Linked DNA regions of Sus scrofa: region 2 is linked to region 1. Evidence: chromatin contacts called from public HiChIP or PLAC-seq data. All regions are on one chromosome and are shown on one strand. The core of a region is the stretch at or near the end of the contact, and the rest is flanking DNA. Distances in the headings are between cores, read along the strand shown. Region 1 holds the start of RNGTT (mRNA-capping enzyme). Region 2 overlaps PM20D2 (peptidase M20 domain-containing protein 2).

Region 1 (5,822 bases), core at 1,731-4,230:
GCCGGCCTACGCCAGAGCCACAGCAACGGGATCCGAGCCATGTCTGCAACCTATACCACAGCTCACGGCAATGCCAGATCCTTAACCCACTGAGCAAGGCCAGGGATCAAACCCGCAACCTCATGGTTCCTAGTTGAGCCACGACGTTAACCACTGAGCCACGACGGGAACTTCAGATTATCTCTCAGTATCAGTTTTATCCATCATTTATACGGCCTTATTTATTGACTGAGGGTTTTATATAAAATGTTAAGAAAAGCTGACAAACTAGAAGAACTAGAAAATCTGAACTTAAAAATGACTACAGGACTTCCTGTTGTGGCTCAGCAAGCCAACTAGTATCCATGAGGATGCAGGTTGGATCCCTGGCATTGCTCAGAGGGTTAAGGATCCCGGCTTTGCCTTGAGCTGCAGCATAGGTCACAGATGTAGCTTGGATCCCACATTGCTGTGGCTGTCGTACAGGCTGGCATCTGCAGCTCCAATTCAACCCCTCACCTGGAAACTTCCACGTCCCAGGGTGGTGGGGCCCTAAAAAGAAAAAAAAAAAATTGACTGCAGACTCTTCTCTTCCAACAATTTTAAAGAAAGAGGCAGACATACTATACATGTACATAATTAGTAAGGAAACGTAGCTCACTACAGAATCCTTTAATTTTTGTTTCAAAACACTTTCTAGGAAAAGCATTAAGACGGAGCTAGTTAAAATTTAAAACTTTCACTTTTCAAAAGAAACTGTTCAAAAGAGAGTGAAAAGGCAAGCCACAGATGGGAGAAAAGACTTTTAAAAGCAAATATCCAACAAAGGACTTGCATTTACAATATATAAAGAACACCAGGAGTTCCCGTCATGGCGCAGTGGTTAACGCAGTGGTTAATGAATCCGACTAGGAACCATGAGGTTGCGGGTTCGGTCCCTGCCCTTGCTCAGTGGGTTGACAATCCGGCGTTGCCGTGAGCTGTGGTGTAGGTTGCAGACGCGGCTCGCATCCCACGTTGCTGTGGCTCTGGCGTAGGCCGGCAGCTACAGCTCCGATTACACCCCTAGCCTGGGAACCTCCATATGCCACGGGAGCGGCCCAAAGAAATAGCAAAAAGACAAAAATAAATAAATAAATAAATAAAACAGTTCCAAAAAAAAAAAAAAAAAACACTAACAACCCAAAAATAAGATAAACAACACAATTTTTAAAGTTAGCAAGAGGAGTTCCCATGGTGGCAAAGTGAAAACTAACCCAACTGGGAACCATGAGGTGGCAGTTCCATCCCTGGCCTCGCTCAGTGGGTTAAGGATACTGAGTTGCAGTGAGCTGTGTGCTGTGGTGTAGGTCGACGATTGGGTTAGGATCCGACGTTGCTGTGGCTGTGGTGTAGGCTGGCAGCTGTAACTGATTGGACCCCTAGCCTGGGAACCTCCATATGTCACAGGTGCGGCCCTAAAAAGACAAAAATAAAAAATAAAAAATTAAAGTCAGCAAAAGATTTGGAAACTTTGCAAAAGATAATACATGAATTGCCAAGAAGCACATAAAAAGATGCTCAACATCAAACCGTAATAAGTACTAAACAGCTATTAGAGTGGGTAAAATTTAAAAGACTGATCAAATCAAGTGTCCAAGAGGATGTGGAGCAAACAGAACTCTCATACACTGATAGCAGGAATGCAAAATATTATAACTGTGGGAAAGAATTTGGTATTTTTTAAGGTTAAATGCACACATACCATATGATGCATTGCTCTCCTAAAAATTTACACAGGGGAAATGAAAGCACATGTGCATACAAAGAAAGGTAGGTGAATGTTCACAGCAAATTAGTCTGCAACTGTCAAAAACTGGAAACAACCCAAAGGACCATCAAAAAGTAAATGGATAAACTAATCTGTATTCATAACAACAGAATACTAAGAAATAAAAAGAGCGAACTATTGATACATACCAGAACATGCATAAATCTCAAAACAGTAATGCTGAGTGAAAGAAAACAGAGGATTCCCCCCCCCCAAAAAAGAGCATACAAAATGCAAACTAAATCTACCGCGACAGAAAGCAGATCACTGGTTGAGGGCGCGGGGGAGATCACAAAACGCAGGAGGAAACCATAAAAGGTGCTGAATGTGTTTACTACCTTGATTGTGATTCACAGGGTGTGTGTGTACCTGCGCGCGTGGAAGTCAAAATTTATCAGGCTTTAAATTTAAAGTCTGTTGTGTCAAAGTCAAAGATGAAAAAGCCCTCAACGTGAGTCATGTTAAAAAAAAATCAAAACAAAACAAAAACAAACCTCCAGTCTCAGTGTAGATCAATTTCACCGCTTAAAAACTGCCCCTCCTCCTCCTCTTTAGCAACCTCCTTCATCTCAAAACTGACACTTGTCCCCTCCCCTTCCGAGAACCTTTCACAAACTCCTAAGCTGAAAAGTATTGCCCACTGAGTTCTTTAGTCCTCAGCTCCTGCCACACAAACCCCCTATCTACCTTCCCGATGGCAACACTCAGCCTTACTGGATATTGACAAGTGCCCCCACTTGCTCCGGTCCAGGTTCCCAAACACTCATCCACGAAGCTTCATCGGACCGAGCACATCTCGGTCCTGAAACACCACCACCAGACACTGAACTATCGCAAGCTGCGCCCCCTCAGCCCACCCATGGACCCGCGGGTGCTCAGGCACTCGAACGCCACCCCCCCGTCCCGCTTACCTGCTACCGGCTGGCCTCGCCGTGGACAGTTCAGCCACCGCGGCGGGATCTTGTTGTGAGCCATGTCTTGGGGCCGCGCACAGCCGCCCCCTCCACCAACGCTCGCCGCGCCTCCGCCGCCGCCTCCTCGCGGTTCGCTCTGCACCCGAGGTCCGAGGCACCCGAATCCCGGCCAGCGTCCGAACCCGAGCAGCCCCGACCCGGGCTACTGTCAGCGACCGCGCGCCACTTTCATTCCGCTCAACTCTAGACTAACCCACAATGCACCGCTACTTCCGCCCCCAAAGGCCCCACCCACTTCTTTCCGAGGTCAGAGGTGAAGAGAGACAGCTCGGGGGAGGGGTGGGAAGGAGTTAACGCCCAGAACTAAAGGGGCGGTCTTCCTTCGACCCGCCCCGCGCGGGTCCCATCCCAGCCCCTTTCTTAGGGTGGTTCCACGCATGCGCTGCTGCCACAGTTTGGAGTCCCGCAGGGCGACTCTTATTTTCCTTTCTAGGCAGCAAATGGAGACTCCAGAAATCGTGAAACCAAGCCTCTTTCCACACGTAGACTGGTCCGCAGATTTCATAAATGCATCCGTTTTACTAAGAAAGGGGCCTTTCCTCTGTTGTCATAGCTCAAGGGCCTGATCGCCATTCCTCGGTCAAATTTGGCGTCCCGACAGAATCTGAGTTTGAATGGGAATTTGGAAAGTTCTTTCTGCCGTGGATTAGGGAAACCAGCTTTAGAGAAATTCTAAGGGCGAGAGACTGGAGCATCGGAAATGAGTTTCTTTTTTTCAGAGTACTTCTAGGGATCCATGAAACATCTGAAATTAATCCCAAAACATTTTTTATGAGTTTTGTCTGTACATTTCTAGAGAAAATTTTATATCATATTTGGGAGTCTCAGAGGGTCCATGTCTCAAAATTACTAATGTGTATAATTGGCAAAGGCAGGAATCGGAGAGCAGAGTACCACTACATGGCGGTGTTCTCTGCTTTACCAAACTGTCTCTCCCTTCGAGTTAAACACGGGTGACTGGAGGCGCTTTATAAACTATGTCCATTAGCAAGTTACCAGACTAATTTAGTTAAAGTATTACATATGAAGCTGGATGCTGGCAAGTTATAACTCAGCAGTTTGGTTTTAAGTACCTGTGCTATATCTGACCTGCAAGAGCTTGAGGTTTGGGAGAAGGCATCATAAAGCGTCGATGGGAAACTGGCCCAACAGTTCAGCCCTTGAATGCCTGGACGATCTCAGTAAGATCAGAATCCTCCCAGTAAATAGAGAGGGCCCAATGGCTGTCTCTCTGAGAGAGCCTGAGTTAGGTCATCCTGGCGATCTGTGCTGTGGTTACATCTGCTGAGATCTTTGGGGAAAAAACATCATTCCTCTGCCGACAGGACCAGATAAGCCTGTTTCCTTACAGAGCAGCAATCTGCCCAGATGATGCCCTGTTCTATCTTCTGCTGGCAGGACAGAGTTGGTACCAAGCCCAGAGTGGTGCAATGTTTGATTCCCCAAATCTCCAAGGATGGAAAAGGTGAGCCTGGTCCTGGGAAAATACCTCACTTTCCCTTCCTGGGGATGACTCCCCTTGGAGACTGTCCTCCTCACACACTGTGTCACCCAGGGAGCTCATTCCTGGCACAGGGAGAGCTTCACAGAGGCTTCATACCAACGATGAGTGGCTGTTTTGGGTTGTAAGGCAGCAGTCTGTGCTTCATTTTTACACCACTACCCAGTTATGCCCTCTCCAACCTTAGTGCCAACAGACCGGGAAGGCCATGTGGCTCCCTTCTGCCCACAAGAGTGGACAGAGTAGGAGAGTGGTATCAAAGTGAGCTGGGTGAGCCGGCAATTTCTCCCTCCCAGGAATCCTTTGCCAAGAGTGTTTCTGCCTATCTCACTCCTAGTCCCACCTCTCTGCTTTTCTTCAAGGGGAAAAATAGATGCCCGCAGAGGGACCAACACAACTCCTTGCTGGCTTCCTGAAACAGTCAACACATTCTCATAAATATGTCTTGGCTTCCTCTTTACTGGCTCTTGGTGAATGAATTCTTCCATGGATCATTTCTTTTGCCCATAAGGAAAGGTGTGTAAAGGTATATAAAAATGAGATTGAATTTCCCCTGTTGACAAAAAGGAAAAAACTTTCCCTGTCCCTAAAGCATTTCTGTGAGAAAACTTACATTTGTTAATCCTTCCTCACCACAAATTGATACCTCTATAAATCTTTTGAACAGCTAAATGAGTCCCTTGCCTGCTTCACAACCCAGGAACTTTTTCTTACTCCCTGGAAGCCATCTCTTTGTAAACATGAAGGAAGACAGCGCCCCCTATCTCCCTGGGAATTTAACCTAAAGCTGTAAGTCATAGAAATAGGAAAATAATGGCAATTACCTAACACAGGTGGCCAAGCTGATTACCAAGTAAATTGAGGATGAACTTGAAAGAATGTATAACGAGTGGTGCGGCCAAGTCCTCTCACGTCAGGTCTATTTATCGTTCATTTTGAGAACATGGGTGGAATGGATTTGTATATATTTGGCTCTATAAGAGAAAGAGTTCTCTCTTTTTGCAGTCTCATTAGCGGTTGCCTGTGATGTGCATCAGAGTCTGGTTTAGTTCAGTTTCTTGTAATTTTGCTTTATCTGGTTAAAGCTGGCTTCTTTCTTTTCTATGCTTGTGGAGCAAACTCTCTCTCTGTGTCTATATCTAAATTTATCTCTTCATGTGACACTAGTCATATTGGATTAGGGTGGGCCTTAATCCAGGATAAACTCATCAAGATTCCATCTGCAAAGACCCTCTTTCCAAATAAAGTCTCATTCACAAGTACCAGAGGTTAGAAGTTAAACACATCCTTGGGGACAATTCAACCTGTTACACCTACTCTTGTCTCTGGATGTGTCCAGGCTTGCAGAAACACAAGTTGTTTTTTTTTTTCTTTTAAGGGCTGCACCTTATGGAAGTTTGCAGGCTAGGGATCAAATCATACTTGCAGCCTGAGGCCTACACCACAGCCACGGCAACACTAGATCCTTAACCCACTAAGCAAGGCCATGGATCAAACCTTCATCCTCATGGACACTATGTCAGGTTCTTAACCCACTGAGCCACAACAGGAACTCCCA
Region 2 (5,676 bases), core at 1,944-4,443, 150 kb after region 1:
GTGTGTGTGTGTGTGTGTGTGTGAGTGATTATTTTAAATTGCTGATCTCTTAAGTTCAAATGTGTTATAACAGCCCTGTGTTTTTATTACTTCCCCCACTTTACTGTTTTTGATATATTTTACATCCTTTTGTTTTGTGTATCCCTTAACTACTTACTGTAGATAATAGATGATTTTACTGCTTTTGTATTTTATCCTTACTTTTATAGTTGATCTACTACCTTTACTATATATTTACCATTAGAGGTGAGATTTTTTTTCCTTTTGTTGTTTTCTTATCTTTAATCATGGCCTTTTCTTTTTTTGCTTAACAAAGTTCTTTTAACATTGCTTGTAAAGCTGGTTTTGTGATGTTGAACTCTTAGCTTTTGCTCATCTGTAAAACTTTTGATCTCTCCTTCAAATTTGAATGAAAGCTGTGTGAGGTAGAGATTTTGTAGGTTGTAGGTTTTCCCCTTTCATCCCTTTATCATGCCACTCCCTTCTGGCCAGTAGAGTTTGGCTGAAAAGTCAGTTGCTAGTCTTGTGGGAATTCTCTTTCTGGTATGTAGCTTGTTCCTTTTCTCTTTTTGCTTTTTATATTCTCTCTTTATCTTTAGTTTTTTTTGCCATCTAATGACAAGGTGTCCTGGTGTGGGTTGATCTGGTTTGGAATTCTCTGTGTTTCCTGGACTAGATGTCTGTTTCCTTTCCTAGGTTAGGGAAGCTTTTAGTTATTATCTTCAGATATGTTCGCTACCCCTTTCTCTCTCTCCTAGGACCCCTGTCATACAGATGTTCGTAGTCCTGATGTCCCAGAGGTCTCTGTCATTTTTTAAAATTCATTCTTCTTTTTTCTGTTCAGTTTGAGTTTCACTACTCTCTCTCTTCCAGTTTGCTAATCCACTCCTCTGTGTCATCTAATCTACTATTGAGTCCTTTAGTGTATTTCTTAATTCAGTTATTGTATTTTTTAGCTCTTCTGGTTCTTTTTTTATAATCCTCTTTGTTAAAAACTTCTAAGTTTCACTCTGTTCATCCATTCTTCCTCCGAGTTCTTTTGAGTATCTTTATGATTACTACATTAAAATTTGTATGAGGTAGATGCTTATCTCTTCTTCCCTTATGCTTTAAACAGTCTTTTAATAATTTTTTTATGTTTTGACTGACTTGTAGTATATGCTTAGTGTGTCATTGTTTCTAACTTGTGTTGCTAAGAATAGAAGAATCATCTCTGCCATTTTATAATTGGTTTTTGCTAATGTTATTGGTATTATCTTTAGTTTGCAGGAGTATTGCCCATTTTGATTTAATGAAATCTAAATCTGTAAATCCTCTTAACTGGGCACATATAAACTGCTTCTGTATCTTCATGCCCTGAAATTAATGAGTGAGGACCATAGTCAACCCTTCCCCATTGTGAATCCTGTCTTTTTCTCTCAGGGTACTTTATACCTTTCAAACCAGGCAGTAGTGTCAGTGTCACTGTGTACATTGAATATTAGTAAATCTTTATTTCTTTGAGAGGCTACAACCTAGAGCAGTGTTTCTTAAGAGTGTAGTTTTTGGATCACCTGCATTAGTATTACTTGGGGCTGCTGCTTAACATGGAGAGTCCTGGCCTCCCCTACAACTTTTTTAGGTGACTGAAGCTGAAACTCACTGGCTGGTAGAGCTAGGTGATCTTTGTTCCACATGTAACATAAAAAAGATAGGGTCCTAGGAACTCTCATTATAGAAAAGTTTTTGGTTTTTTTTTTTTTTTAAAGGTAAAATATTTGAGAGAGATTTTCTGAAGGTAAAAGATTTCCTAAAGGGAAGGTGCCCCCACTTAAACCTCTTTCTGTTAGAGAACTATTGCTGGTTTGAGAACTAGGTAGTGAATTTGAGTTTCTTAATTCAAAATTTCTTTATTATTTTTTATTAGGTAGAAATTAAAGCTGGAGCACATGATTATTATAACGTTCTTCCCAATAAGAGCCTGTGGAAGGCTTATGTTGAAAACGGAAAAAAGCTGGGCATAGACTTCATTTCAGAAGATGCAGTGTTCAATGGCCCTTCAGGTAATTAAGTCCTTTCAACCATATTGTGCTATTTGAAGAAGGCACAGTGGTTTTGTTTAACAGTTTGGAGGTTGGGGAGGTATTGCTCAATTTTTGTTGTTGTTGTTGTTGTCTTTTTTCCTTAGGGCCACACCCACGGCGTATGGGGGTTCCCAGTCTAGGGGTCAAATTGGAGCTGTAGCCACTGGCCTACAGCATAGCCACAGCAACGCCAGATCTGTGTCTGCGACTTAACACCACAGCTCACAGCAACACTGATCCTTAACCCACTGAGTGAGGCCAGGGATCAAACCTGTGTCCTCATGGATGCTAGCTGGATTCGTTTCCACTGAGCCATGACAGGAACTCCCTTGCTCATTTTTTTAAATGACGTATTTTCACAAATTTAATTAGAGGAAAGAAACTAAGGAACTCTTCAGTGAATGTAGAATGTCAAATGAGCAGATTTGTTTTTAGCAATAGCCAGTGTACTCTGCTTTATGTTCCAGCTATTTCTAGTGTTTAAATTTCCTTAGTTCTACTTTTTAAGAAAGCAGTTTAGAGGGGAAATAGAATTTTAATGCACTCTCAGTCATCAGTAAACAGGTTACTAAGGACTTTATTATATGGGGGCAGAAACTCCTCAGTTTCTGAGGAGAACAACTATTAGAATTTAAATAATCATAAGCATATCAGATTATTTTGGGTTTTTTCCCTTTTAAGAGCATTATTACTAATATGGTTGTATGTTAGACATGTGCCTCTTAAAATATAATAGATGTTGGTGAAGTCCATTCAGAAGGACCTGGAGATAAAACTGGGTATTGATGTCATTCAGGGAGATAAGAATGTTCAAGAGAGAGCAGGCTGGAGTATGGTGGGTTGGTATAAATTATTAGCTTGTTAAATTTGAGGTGCTCACAGAACTTCTAAGGAAAGCTCTCCAGTAGCCTGTTGAATCTGGAACCCCTAAAAGTTGTCTAGGTGGAGACTGAGGGGTTGTCAGTACACAAGAGCTAATTGAAAACACAGGTTTCAGTGTTGATGTGGTTGCCGGAGGACACAGAGGGAGAAGTAGCCCGAGGCGAAACCCTAGGGATCTCCTGCACTTAGGAGACAGGCCAAGGGAGTGACTAGAGAAGGAGGCAGAGGAAGCCAGACAGTCAGGAAAGAGTGAAGTCATGGGAGCCAAAAGGGTAGAGAATTTCTAGAAGGGAAGGAGTGGTAAATCATGACAGGCACTGTGGAGATTAAGTGTCCTCTAGTGTCCACTGGACTAGCAACTAGAAATTCATGGTTTGTCTTACCTTTCCAAGGATCTACCGACTTTGGAAATGTTACTTTTGTGGTTCCTGGGATTCATCCATATTTTTACATTGGATCTCAAGCCTTGAATCATACAGAACAATATACTGAAGCTGCAGGTAAGTGTTATTAGAAGCGAATGTTTGGCACATGCTCTCTCTTTGTAGCCATAGCTGCCTTTCTAACTATTTATTTTAGCCTATTATTATTTCCTTACCTAACATGACCTCGGTAAATCTATGTTATGGTGGGCAGTAGGAGAGGTGATTTAGATATTGAAAGCTGACCTAAAAACTGACACATCAATTGTAATACATATGAAGTTATCTTTATTCATTTTCTCTATCTTTTAGGGTCACAAGAAGCTCAGTTCTACACCTTGCGAACGGCCAAAGCGCTGGCAATGACTGCATTGGATGTTATTTTTAAGCCAGAGTTGCTAGAAAAAATCAGAGAGGACTTTAAATTGAAACTTCGAGAAGAAGAGTTTTTAAATACAGTAGAATAAAAGGAAAGTTTAGGAGCCACTTATGGATCATTAAGAAGTGTGATTTTTTCCTTAATCTTTTTTAATAGGGAGGAGGATGTGGCTTGTTTTTCAGTCTTAAAGGAGTCATGTTTCTCTTACCTGAAAAGTGAGGGTGTGATGTGGAGAAAACATGTCACCTCATACTTAGAATCAAAATTTCACAAATCTGTATCTGATGGAATTATAGTTTTTCAGAGCTGGTATGTGATAGCATTTTGTAAATAACCTGGATGACACAGTTTATCAGAGATTATATTTTCTAAATCCATATGTTGTATGAATATACTTTAAAAGATCCAAGAAATTTCAAACCTTATATTCAGAATTGACACCTGAATGATTTTTTTGGTAGAGGGTGGTAAACTTGTGCTCTAAAGTTGTTCTAAAATTCAAGCACTAAATTTAGGGAAAGTTCATTTGGACTCTCTGACTATACCTGCTTAGATTTAGAAAATTTCTTCATTGGTAATAAAGGTAGTGCTTTTAATCAGGAATGCTATGCAGAAACCATGAGAAACTCAGGTACAAAGAATAAACTTTGGTTTTTACCATTTGAAGGAAAATGAAAAAAATTTTATTCTCAAATTTACTCTAAGAAGTGGCATTAAAGTGCTCTTCCTCATTCCATATTTCTGTAATAGGAAAAAAGATGGATAGCGTTAGACCCTTCCCATAAGCTGTTTGCTTGGTGACCCCATATGTCTAGAGGAATTTACTGAGAGAGGAGCAGTGCCTCCTTACTTTGACTGTTAATGCCTGAAACTGGTCCCTTCTACCTAGCACCTCTATTCAGGCTTCCCCTCAGAACCAGACCATTCTGTCCAGCCTGACTGGACAGTATAGTTTACTGAGTTTAGGCGACAGAATTCTAAGCATGCTAGCACAAGCCAAACTAAAAAGCATTTTAAGTTTTTTCTGGTGTGATTTTCTTGAACATAATAAAAGAATGTGAAAAAAGTATCCAGTGTAACAAATATTTTAAGCTGTGAATAAGTGAAGGTCCAGTGTACTTTAAAGGGAGTCCTCACATTTGAGCGAAAGTGTCCCCAAAATGGAAGGAGAGAAAAGGCAGCGTTCGGCCTCTGCACCTTAAACCAGTCACTTGGGTGCCCTGAGTCTTTAGTTTCTCATTTGGAAAGTTAGATGAGATCCCTTATCCATAGAGTCCTTTAAACTCTAATTCCTCATCTGAAATTATTCAAAGTTGAAAGAAAGAGGGGAGAATTTTAGAGGAGAATGAATAGTTGAGAATTGCTTTTCTTCTGTATCAGGGGTCTGCTGACTGTAGCCTGATTTGGCAAGCGGCCTGATTCTATATGGCCAGCATGCTAAAAATGGTCTGTACGTTTTTAAAGGGTTCCTATATAACAGTAAAATAAAAACATTCTCTTTGGTTTACAACATATAATCACATTTTATCCTAGAATAAAACTTCAGTCCTCTGAATTGAAAACATTGAGAAAGGGATGTAGATGGTAGTGCCCTGGTGTCGACCTTTATAATGCACTGGGCTTGTCCTTATTGGGGGTTCTGGCACTTTAGAAGTTTGCTTTCTTTTAGCATTTACTTTGTTCTAGGATGTAGCTACCCTGCTGCCTTAAGACCGTCCCCTATGCAAGCCGCTCTTCTAACTCTTCATCTCTGCTTTTAGAGCTTGATCCTCCATGACACTCTTTGTCTGATTATTTATAATCTCAAAATGTCATGGTGGGATGTATTTTCCAGATAGGAAAAGGATGAACAAAGGCTTCATGCTGAGAATGGCTATCCAAAGACCTCTGGTTTATCAAAACAGTTAGTTTCCTAATTATCAATTAATAA

What was found. HiChIP or PLAC-seq counts read pairs in DNA pulled down with a chosen protein or histone mark.
Region 2: a contact with region 1 is called in an H3K27ac HiChIP or PLAC-seq map of skeletal muscle, with 3 times the contacts expected there. The contact joins the enhancer-like site here to the promoter of RNGTT in region 1. A contact is called at or near these places in 2 of 5 promoter capture datasets (fetal liver and liver), 10 of 47 Hi-C or Micro-C datasets (blood, epiblast stem cells, fetal liver and 6 more) and 2 of 2 datasets of contacts at active chromatin or transcription factors (alveolar macrophages and skeletal muscle).

What each region holds. Positions count from the first base shown.
Region 1 is chr1:57,059,005-57,064,826 of Sscrofa11.1, forward strand. RNGTT (mRNA-capping enzyme) reads right to left here and starts at 2,981. Exons shown (of 16, transcript XM_021089928.1): 1 at 2,701-2,981. The coding sequence starts at 2,764.
Region 2 is chr1:57,210,473-57,216,148 of Sscrofa11.1, forward strand. It overlaps PM20D2 (peptidase M20 domain-containing protein 2), which reads left to right. Exons shown (of 7, transcript XM_013992683.2): 5 at 1,907-2,042; 6 at 3,338-3,445; 7 at 3,680-5,676. The coding sequence ends at 3,834. Among named protein-coding and RNA genes, the nearest start is that of PM20D2, 25 kb to the left of the region's middle. Within about 2 kb of position 3,194, at least 1 of the 83 cell types and tissues checked has an H3K27ac peak or open chromatin away from gene starts, as enhancers often do. A contact at or near this core is called in skeletal muscle, where this site is marked.